3 separate regions of the Mus musculus genome follow, and all the other regions are linked to region 1. The links are chromatin contacts, called in public HiChIP or PLAC-seq maps. All regions are on one chromosome and are shown on one strand. The core of a region is the stretch at or near the end of the contact, and the rest is flanking DNA. Distances in the headings are between cores, read along the strand shown. Region 1 overlaps Mtr (5-methyltetrahydrofolate-homocysteine methyltransferase). Region 2 holds the start of Actn2 (actinin alpha 2). Region 3 has its middle 26 kb from the start of Heatr1.

Region 1 (3,716 bases), core at 802-3,301:
GGCTCAGGGTTATGACTGGCTGAAAATCCTCAAGTGTCCATCCCCCTACCACCCAATCTCTCTAACGTCTCCTTGTGCCCTCCCACTCACCACATCCTTCACTACCTCTTGCTCACTGTAAGTGGTGGATACCCCATGTCTCAAGTTCAAGGCCACCCTGGACTACACAGTAAGACCCTATGTGGAAAAAAAAAAGTGAAGAGGGGGGAAGAAAGTTGTTAATCTTACAATGTGCTTCCTAAGCGTTTAGAATAGAGCTCTAATAGCTGCTAAGATGGCTCTGTGGGGAAAGGTATTTGCCACCTAGCCTGACATCCTGAGTTGGATCCCTGGCACTTGAATGGTGGGCATAACCAGCTCCTGAGCAAGTTGTCGCCTGACTTCCACAGCACTCGCGTATGAAAACACATATACGCACTGTTTCAAAAGTGTAAAAGAAAGGGGGAGAAAAAGAGAGCTTTAGGTATGCATTGTATCTGATTCAAACTCAGAAAAAAATGTTACAAAACATGAGTTACTAATAGTATCCAGTACTATTTTAGATTACAAAGAATTTAGAAAATAAAGAGACAAAACTAGTTATTTTCCTCTTCAGAAGAAATCACAAAGAAAAGTAAAATTGTGCATATACTCAGGGTAACTTAAGCCTCCATCAGTGGATAAATAAGTGAAGAAAATACATAGTCACATGGAATAAAATACTACTTGGCCATAGAAAGAATGAACTCTCTCATTTGCAGGAAAACAAATGGAGCTGGTGGTCATTATGTTAAGTAAAACAATCCAGACACAGAAATACAATCTTTCTCTCAAGTGAAGAAAGTTGACCCTGAAGTATGAGAAAGTTGAATAGTAATTAACAGAGGTAAACAGGGTGAGGAGGAGGAGGGGAATAAAAAGCTGGATGCAGGAGAAACGCTCTCACGCTCCACAGCGGGGCAGGTGCCTCTGTGCACAACCTAGTGTGCATTATGAAGAACCAGAACAGTGAGTCCCCCACTTCAGTAAGGATACATAAGGCGACAATGCTCGATCAGTATACGTTGTACACATGTGTTTCGATGTCATAATACGCTTTATAAACATGTAACTTAGGAATATATATTCCTTGTTAACTAAAAATAGGAGAAAGAGGTGGAGACAGGAAAAGGAAAAGGAAGGGTACAAATGCTATCTCTTCCAGACTGCTGTCCCTGCAATTCACATATCCTACCACTAGATGGCAGCATCCTACTAGCCCAGCACCCAGCTGTGAGTCTTTTTTTTTTTTTTCCCCTTCTTCCACTTGAGGTTGAGTAGTACTCACAGGGCCTATTACTGTTGCTCCCCCTTTTTCTCCCTCCACCCCATCCTAAATCTGGGCCATACTTTCTGGTGGCAGCCTACAGGAAAGGACACGAAAGAAGGAAGCTTCTGCTCGTTGCTTGCCCAGGCTGGCCTGGAACTTACTATGTTAATCTACCCACATCTGCACTAAGTGGGGTTTAAACCTATGGGGTTAAATACATGAGCCATCACATCTAGCCCATTTTTACATTAATTCCTGGAAATCTGATAGGCGAATTTTCTTATATAACTCGTGTTAAATGGGGAAAGTACATAACTGTCTTTTCATAGTTGAGACAGTATATCTAAAATCAACTGTCATGCAATTATCTGATCAAAAATCAGTCTTAATATTCTAACTTACTTCTCAATGGAAAATCTGAATATTAATGAGTCAGTACATTTAAAGTTGATGCAGGTCAAAATAATATTGGCAAGTAAGTGACCCCCAAAGAACAGAGGCTGGTATTTCACTCTAACGAATAGTAAAGTAAGTAGGTGGAGGGAACTGCAGCCCTGATTGTCAAGGCTAGGAAAGAAAGCTGCCTTCAAGACAAAGGCTGGAAGGAAAGGTAGAAGACTGGCCGTGGGAAAAGCTGCCCTCTGGGTACAACCAGCTCTGCATTCCTGAGTGGAATCAACCAGCGTTCCAGGCAGGGACAGGTCAAGTGGTGAGAGGAGAGAGGCTGAGAAGGCTCACTGCTGGCTGGCAGCAGCAGACAGAACATGAGAGCCAGAGCACCAGTGGGCTCCTCTGCCAGAGAGAGAGAAGGCACAGTGGAAAGCAGTCATGACTCCAAAGGACTGCTGACAGGACACTGGGACCAGGGCAGGCTTTAGTGGCTTTTTCATTGAAACATATTGTGAATCAGGGAAACTGTAAACTTAATATAAGCCATTAGCTTATCTGGAAATAACTTTGTTACGAATATTTATTCTTTTGTTGAGTTATCAAAAGGGGGTTATACCTGCATATATCATTCCAACTGCTACTTTAACATCACTGTGATGGCTAACCGTGGTTGTCAACTTGACTACACTTGGACGTGTCTAAACCCAAGTAGCTGGGAATGGTTGTGAGAGATTCTTATTGGCTAGATCACCTGAGGTCAATCTGGCCACCCTTTCTTAGTGGCAGCCCACACAGAAGGACACAGAAGAAGGAAGCGTTTGCTGTCTGTAAACGTTCCCTCGCTCTACTTCTTTAGGATTCCACAGTGGGCTGTGACCTGGCTGGACCGTCCTAAAGACCTTCCTTACATCCAGTCTCACTCACTGACTCCTGGATCCTGGCCTTCCTGTCAGGAAATCACTGCTGCACTACTTGCACCACAGCCTGTTAGCCTCGCGAATAAACCCACTACTACACATACATTAGCTCTGCCAGTTCTGCCGCTCAGAGAACCCTAGTACAATCACCAAGAGACACAGCAGCGAGACTAGCGACGACAAAGCTTTCCTACAGAGTCCATGGTACCAACTCCCCTAAGAACCCAGTCTAGACCCCAGCAGTTCGTTGGGTGGGAAAGGGTACATGTGAGCCATGAGAAGCCGGAGGAGCCTTAGAGACTATGTCCACCACAGATTCTCAAGAAGGCTCCTGGCTGCCTGACCCCTAGAGATTACTTCCCATTCTCTATGTCCTTTAACACATACGTAAGAGACACATAATTATGAACCTAAAAACAAAACAAAACAAAACAAAACAAAACAAAACAAAACACCAAAACCCACTTCATCCATGGGCATCCCTTACCCCAGCCCTTTCAGCCAGTAAAAGGCCATGAAGGAACTGGAAGAAGCCGATCCCCGCTTACCTGAAATTGTTACAGGCCAGCACCACGCCAACTATGTTCTTGCCGATGTCATGCACGTCCCCTTTAACAGTGGCCAGCACAATGGTGCCTTGGTAAGGGTCCTGCAACGTGAGGCAAGCAGTGAGCATACATAAGGGGTCACCAGGGAATTTCCCCGGCCAGCGCCTGGGTGGCTCCTGAGACCCAGACGGTCGTCCCTGGTGACGCCTTACATCAACGCTTTACTGATGAGGTTCCCAACCTCAGAAAAACAAGCTTTCCAGGCCTGGACTAAATGACTTGCCTCTTCTTCAACCGAACCATTAATCAATCTGGCTTCTTCTCTTTCTTTTTCCATGAAAGGGATAAGGTGGCCAACAGCCTTCTTCATGACACGGGCTGACTTTATAACCTGGGAAAAAGCAGAGTTGGGCATCATTAGCAAACTATCACATGGCTGCCGATGCTGACCCATGAAGCTTCAGGACAACTTAAGAATGTCTGATTTGACCTTCCCAGATTTCTAGAGTGAGCAGGATAAGGATAAGGTAGGGAGTGACAATAAATGACAGCAGCAGAGGAAAACCAAACAGA
Region 2 (3,477 bases), core at 582-3,081, 130 kb after region 1:
CAGACTTTGGCTTTCAAAAATGATGGGTAATCTTCTTGTTCCATTCCTAATCTTATTATTGTTTTCCATAAGAAATGAACAATCTTCAAAGCAAAAACACAGAAGCAGAGATCTTTTTTAATCCATGAAAAAAAAGTAATCAAACTTGTTGAAAAAATGTTTAAAAAGAAATGAGACACTCATTGCTGTAATTAAAACCACTCTTCAACTTCTTACCAAGTGGTTACATCCAGATGGCACAAGTGTAACCCTCAGGGCCATGGGCATCCCTCTTGGTAAGCCCTTTAATTAGACTCTATTTCTAAATGTATCAGTCTCCATCCCTTGTTCCCAAGAAAGGTAGTGATGGCAGACATCTCGGGAAGCAAGGTGGGGGTGGAAAAGTAGCATCATCAGAGGGTTATAGCAACAGCAGGGACAGAGCTGCTACTGAGAATTTAAGAGAGAGTAGACAAGAAAAGAGAAATACTATATAAAAGTAGTGCGTGGTTATTTGATAATGAATGCAAGCATGAAGCCTTTTTCTTTCTTGTTAACATCACCATAGATTTCCAACATTATACACTTACTGACACACAATCACTCAAAGGAGCAGCTATGGAAACTCCCATGCACACTGACACTCACACTTAGCATCCACCTAACAGTAGGCTCTTAGAAGGGAAATCCACCTTGCTCATGCCCAGAAAAAGTAAGAAGATAAGGCATGAGGCACTGGCTTGGGGAACTGGCTTTTGTCAGAATGTTGAGTTAGTCTGTTGACTTGCCTAACCACCCAGGCTCTGTGCCCAGTCAAACAGAGGTGGAACTTAGCCTCCTGGTGAGCACCCCTATTTGTTTTAGCCAAGAGGATCAAGAAGAAACCCTGAATAATGGAATGTTCCATTAGGCCCCATAGAGCACCAAGATGGGGAGGGAGCTCTTGGAAGCTGGCTGTCTCCTTCATCCCTGTGTGCTTACCTCAATGAACTATAAATAGAGTGTGAAATAATTTTTACTTTGTAGGTGAATGTCTAGGGTTCTACAGCATCCCTCTCTAAGGAGCCTAACATGTTTAATAAGTAGTTTTCGAATTATCTTTGGGCCAGACCTAGGAAAGTTGAGATAGAGTGGGTTTTCATTTTGTGTCTTAGTGAGGAGACAGTCTTGGGGCAAATGAAGACAGCAGGGTCTGTCACAAAATAACTTTAGGGCAAGGTCATGGCAAAAGGAGAGCTGAGACTCTCAGATTCTAGTCTAACAGTCTTTTGAACATCATTCGTTTTCCAACTTATGTTAACTTTTATACACACACACACACACACACACACCAGGTGTCCTGCCTATCTCTGGGTGTGCTGTCCTTTCTGATGGTGCGGTGGGAGGCTGGGGGAACAAGAGCCTCCACCAGGGGGCCTCTTCTAGTGGTCACAGCCGGAGACGCCCCCACCCCACAACGACCCAGGCACAGACATGCGTGAGGGACCCTGCTGACCTTCCTCTGCTGCTTCTCCCAGGCCGGGTCGAGGAGCAGGTCGCGGTCCCACTCCTCCTCCTGGATCATATACTCATCTTCGTCGTAGACATAGTTGTACTGCACGCCGGGCTCTATCTGATTCATGGCGCTGGGTGGCTGGGGCGGCTGGGGAGCGAGCACAGCGCAAGGGATGGACAGACGGACGGAGAAATGGATGGATGGATGGATGGATGGATGGATGGATGAATGGATGGATGGATGGATGGATGGATGGATGGATGGATGGATGGATGGAAAGGCGGCGGGCTGCGGTGACCTTCTCGCGGTTCCTGGGGCGGCACGCCTGGGCGCGGAGTCTCCGGCGAAGTACCAGCACGCCTGCAGGCAGCGCCGCGCGGATTAATAGCCCGCTGAGAGTCACGTGCTGCCGGCCCCACCCACTCCCCGTCTCCAACACGTGTGGTTGGCTGGCTGGAGAGCCCCGCTCAGGTTCCACTGCCTTGACTCCGCCCACCCCTGCTCTCTGCTGGCTTCCAGGGATGACCTAGGGGCACCTCGGACAGCAACCCAGAGGAAAGTAGGGAGGGTTGGAAGCTTAGAACTAGGGAGAGGACACATATGGATCCGGTCCCACCTCTCACAGCACACACAAGGGTTCCAAAGACCCGCTGCAAAGTCATGTTTCCCGTGTGTCCACAAGCTAGCTGAAAAATCTCCCTCATCCCTCCTTTTCCTCCCCCACTCCCACTTCCACTCCCACCTCTCTCTCTCTCTCTCTCTCTCTCTCTCTCTCTCACACACACACACACACACACACACACTCCTCCGCCCCTTTCCCCTCCCCTCCTCCTTCTCCTGCCCACTCCTCCTCTTTTTCTATTTGTCTTTCTTTTCTCCTCTTTTCCTCCTCTTCAGTTCTCTGCCTCTCTGCCTCTCCACCTCTCCTCTACTCCCTGTTCACCTCCTTCCTCCTTCCCTTCTTTCAGTTCTTCTAAAGTGTCTCCCTCCTTCTTTGTCCTCTCTTTATTCATCGTTCCCTCTCTTAATCCTCAGTCTTCTCTCCCATTCCATTCTTTCTCCCTCCGTTTAAAAACCCCTGAATACCCTCTTTCTTGGCTTCTCGCCCTCACCTGAAGGACTCAAGGCATGTAACTTAAACCAAATGTATCAAAATGTCAGTAACCAAGCCAAAGCAGGAAGCGTCTAGTACTCACCTGCCAGCCATAAATTCAGAGAACTGACAATGACAGGCCGGTGGCCAGTTTCTCCTTACATTTCCGTTTCTCCCCGCAGTGCTGCACTTCTGCTCTCACCAGACCTGCTTAGCCGTCCCTAGAAATTATGTCACCCAAGGAAGTAAAGCCAGAGCCATGGGAGCAGAGGGCTGAAATTTCAAGTCAATCCTGTAACAACCACCTGCTATAAGCTGAATACAGCATTAGGTGCCCAAAACATCTGAGAGGATAGGGTCCCCCCAGTTAAGTTTATATCCCAATTTAGTAACCGCTGCCAGCAGGTGCTACAGTACTATTTGTGGCGCAAGGCTACCAATCTGCAGCCAGGTTGCAAGAGAAACTGTGTAGACTTAGAATCGCCAAATTCTTTCAACATCTACTGTTTTTTGCAGAAAAACTCACACAATCAACAAATGCAATGTATTACTGGTTTTTTTTTTCTTTTAATTCTCACCACAGGCAAGCTTAGCTTTTGCCTATTGTTGGTTGTTCTCCTCAGTAACGCCATCATTACTAATGCCAGGTTAGTCTAGAATGGGCTGCATAGCCAATGATATTCTTGAACTCCTGAATGCTGGGATCACAGACATGTACCACTACATCTGGTATATGTGATGCTGAAGATCAAAACTGGGGTTTCGTATTTTACATTTTAAAGTTCTCTTTAGATTAAAACCAACTCTTTGAACAAGTTTATCAAAGTACTACAGTGCTTGTCTTTGGAAATTAACCGCAGACTTCAGATTCCAGATCAAAAGAAAAAAAAAGAGCCATGATACAAAAAGT
Region 3 (3,445 bases), core at 59-2,558, 160 kb after region 1:
ATGTAGACTCTTCAGACAAGGGCCAAAAGCAGCCACATTCTTCACCAAAATATTACAAAAACAATCTCTATGCCACATATTGAAATTCTTCTCCACTGAAACTTCTTGGACCAGGTCTGCACAGTTCAAATCACTCACAGCAACAGGCTTCCATATTCTTACTAGGATGGCTCATTTAGCCCAACTTAATGAATTCCACTGCGGTCCAAATCCACATTCTTCCAAACAAAAACCTGGCCAGGCATATCACGGCAACATCTCAGTCCCTGGTATCAACTTTGTCTTATTTAGGATTTTACTGCTGTGAACAGACACCAAGGCAACTCTTATAAGGACAACATTTAATTGGGGCTGGCTTACCAGTTCAGAGGTTCAGTCCATTATCATCAAGGCTAGAGCTTGGTAGAATCCAGGCAGGTATGGTGGAGGAGCTGGAAGTTCTACATCTTGTTACAAAATCAAACAGGACAAGACTGAGTTCTAGGCAGCTAGGATGGGGGTCTTAAAGCCCACACCCATGATAACACACTTCCTCCAACAAGGCCACACTTCCTAATAGTGCCACTGTGTGGGTCAGCCATATTTAAACTACCACAATCACTTTATTTTTTGTGTGTATGTGTGGGTAGTGTTTGTGTGTATATTTACAGTTGACTTTGTGTGCACAGATATGTATACACATGCGTATGGAGGCCAAGTTTGACATCTGTTATCTTCTTTGGTTGATCACTACTTTACTCTCCTTGAGCCTGGAGTTCCCCAATTAGCTAGACTGGCTGGCCAACAGACTCTGGGGATCCCCTTGTCTCCCCTCTTCCCAGAGCTAGGATTGCAGATGTGTACCATGACTTTTATGTGGGTTCTAGAGATTGAACTCAGGACTTTGCCCTTGTGTGACAGAGACTTTACTGATGGAGCCATGTCTGCAGCCCCTCCAGTCCCTTTCATCTCCTTAGCCATCGCTGTTCTGATGACATGGCTGATGACATCGGAGTTTACAGCCGGGCTCTTGTCAGCGTTTAATTATGTGCACTTTATTCGGCTTTATTCTCAGCCCTTTGGCTGCTTCCTGCTAACTGTGAGAAAGTTCACAAGGGGCAGCACCGGGGCTAATGGCCAAGAACTTGTGACACCTCCCAGTCTGATTTTTTCCCTGAGAGCCTCTAGGCTCCTCTCAAAATGTCAGGGACACAGTGAGCACATGAGCAAAGCATCCTTTGGGATTTGGCGAAACTGAATCACCTAGTGGTTCCTTCTTCCAACCCTCTAGAGCTACAGCTCCCTCCACCCCACCCTGCTTGAAAAGCCCTGATCCCTGTTGTTAGGAAAGAGCGTAATGAAATTTAAATTTAGCATGTGAGGCTGCGGATCACCCTATCTCTGTTTCTGAGAAACAACTGTTTACTATTCTAACACTCCAGAAACCTGGCAACAGCTCACGGCTGGCAAGGCTAAGCTCCTGAGCTTAGGAGCAGCTGTGCTTGCAAGCGACCCCTGCCCAGTGGGCCCTCCCCACCACCCCAGCGGCATGGCTGAGTTAGGAGGGTCCAGACCTAGAACTTTGCAGAGCTGTGGAAAGCAGACAGACCCTATTTTTGATGATCCTGTGGATTATTGAGAAAGGAAATTCCAAACAGTCCATGGGGCTCTGAAGAAGCATTCTGTTGCCCTGCCTTCTCTCCTTGTCTCTCTGATTCTATTTTTGTATTTCCCTCTGAGGGGAGGTTTATGAGGCTGAAACCGAAAAGCCATGAAATGGAAGTGGTAGTCCTTGAGAGATGTTCCTGGGGGGAAAGTGGGAGTTGCCATTCCAGCTTCCGCCACTCAGCGGGTGAGAACTCCAAGCACCAGACCTCCTAATGCTTGGAAATTGAGTATCTAAATACTATTGTCATTTGTTGCAGGGACAGCCACATATGCCAAGTTTGCCGCTGAGCGCAAGAAACTGCCTTGTTTGCATTTTCTGTTGGCCACATCAGCCCCAAGCAAAGCCCTCTGCTTACATCCTCCTCTCTAGTCACACGCACAGCACGTGATGCTTGGTGCTGGAGCACGGTCACTGGACAGTAGGGGCAAACAGTAATGTTATCTCCACAAGTGACATTCTGGACACTCCATGCCTCGTGATCCCCGAGGCTAAAATGAGACTGCAGCAGTGGGAGGGAATGGAAAGTGGTGACGTGAGCCACCTGAGTGACATTGTAACCTCAGATGATGCCGGTGGCCCGGGCTATATAAGCTGAAGAGAATGGCCTGAATGCATATGCTGATGTCATGTGCTGAGGATGCTGGGAAATCGTGTGAGATTCTCTGCTTGGGGTGTCCTTTCTAGCAAGCCTCATCATGGGGAAAGTGAAGTAATGCTTGCATCAACAACATTTGATGTAGCAAATATGCTTTTGGGGGGGGGGGAGAATGCTTATGCATTTAAAGGGTGAATTTGTTCTGGCAAACTTGTCCAACACAGCACAGCTACCTATGCTTGTCGTGAACATTTGCACACAGCCAACGAGCCAACGTATGTCCATTGTCATAGTTCACTACTAACATAGACCTGAAATCTTTCCAAAGAAGGCTCATATGAGAGTGACTACGTGAGTGAGAGGGTACACATCAAGAGTCACCTCATGCAGTCAAACACATGAGTATTTGCAGGCTTGTCTTGCGGAAGAGGGGAAAACATAAAGGGATTCCTACATGAACTGTTTTTATGGAAGACACACAATAGCATTCTACTAGCACCATTTCCTCCTAGAATTCTGCGAACCAAGGTAGGGGTCTAGCACCTTCTCTTTAATAGGCAGACATTAGTTGTTAATATAACAAACAACTAGGGGATGCGGAGATGGCTCAGTGGTTAAGAGAACTAGCTTCTTGTACAACCACTCTGGAAATCAGTCTGGCGGTTCCTCAGAAAATTGGACATAGTACTACCGGAGGATCCAGCAATACCTCTCCTGGGCATATATCCAGATGTTCCAACTGGTAATAAGAACACGTGCTCCACTATGTTCATAGCAGCCTTATTTATAATAGCCAGAAGCCGGAAAGAACCCAGATGTCCCTCAACAGAGGAATGGATACAGAAAATGTGGTACATTTACACAATGGAGTACTACTCAGCTATCAAAAACAATTAATTTATGAAATTTCTAGGCAAATGGATGGATCTGGAGGGTATCATCCTGAGTGAGGTAACTCAATCACAAAAGAACTCACTTGATATGCACTCACTGATAAGTGGATAATATCCCAGAAACTTAGAATACCCAAGATACAATTTGCAAAACATATGAAACTCAAGAAGATCGAAGACCAAAATGTGGACACTTTGCCCCTTCTTGGAACTGGGAACAAAACACCCATAGAAGGAGTTACAGAGACAAAGTATGGAGCTGAGACGAAAAGATGGACCATCCAGAGACTGCCCCACCTGGGGGTCCAT

Evidence for each region. HiChIP or PLAC-seq counts read pairs in DNA pulled down with a chosen protein or histone mark.
Region 2: an H3K27ac HiChIP or PLAC-seq map of heart atrium shows a contact between it and region 1, with 8 read pairs. The contact joins the promoter of Actn2 here to the enhancer-like site in region 1. A contact is called at or near these places in 3 of 484 Hi-C or Micro-C datasets (Th1 cells, embryonic stem cells and uterus), 2 of 115 datasets of contacts at active chromatin or transcription factors (embryonic stem cells and heart atrium) and 3 of 9 other capture datasets (adipose tissue, liver and pancreatic islet).
Region 3: a contact with region 1 is called in an H3K27ac HiChIP or PLAC-seq map of heart atrium, with 7 read pairs. The contact joins two enhancer-like sites. A contact is called at or near these places in 5 of 484 Hi-C or Micro-C datasets (the STO cell line, Th2 cells, cerebellar granule neurons and 2 more), 3 of 115 datasets of contacts at active chromatin or transcription factors (embryonic stem cells, heart atrium and microglia) and 2 of 9 other capture datasets (adipose tissue and liver).

The regions. Positions count from the first base shown.
Region 1 is chr13:12,209,245-12,212,960 of GRCm38.p6, forward strand. Mtr (5-methyltetrahydrofolate-homocysteine methyltransferase) reads right to left here. Exons shown (of 33, transcript NM_001081128.3): 21 at 3,427-3,534; 22 at 3,144-3,244. Among named protein-coding and RNA genes, the nearest start is that of Gm10336, 25 kb to the left of the region's middle. Within about 2 kb of position 2,052, at least 14 of the 459 cell types and tissues checked have an H3K27ac peak or open chromatin away from gene starts, as enhancers often do. A contact at or near this core is called in heart atrium, where this site is marked.
Region 2 is chr13:12,338,901-12,342,377 of GRCm38.p6, forward strand. It overlaps Actn2 (actinin alpha 2), which reads right to left and starts at 1,832. Exons shown (of 21, transcript NM_033268.4): 1 at 1,475-1,832. The coding sequence starts at 1,600.
Region 3 is chr13:12,368,018-12,371,462 of GRCm38.p6, forward strand. No RefSeq gene overlaps it. Among named protein-coding and RNA genes, the nearest start is that of Heatr1, 26 kb to the right of the region's middle. Within about 2 kb of position 1,309, at least 43 of the 459 cell types and tissues checked have an H3K27ac peak or open chromatin away from gene starts, as enhancers often do. A contact at or near this core is called in heart atrium, where this site is marked.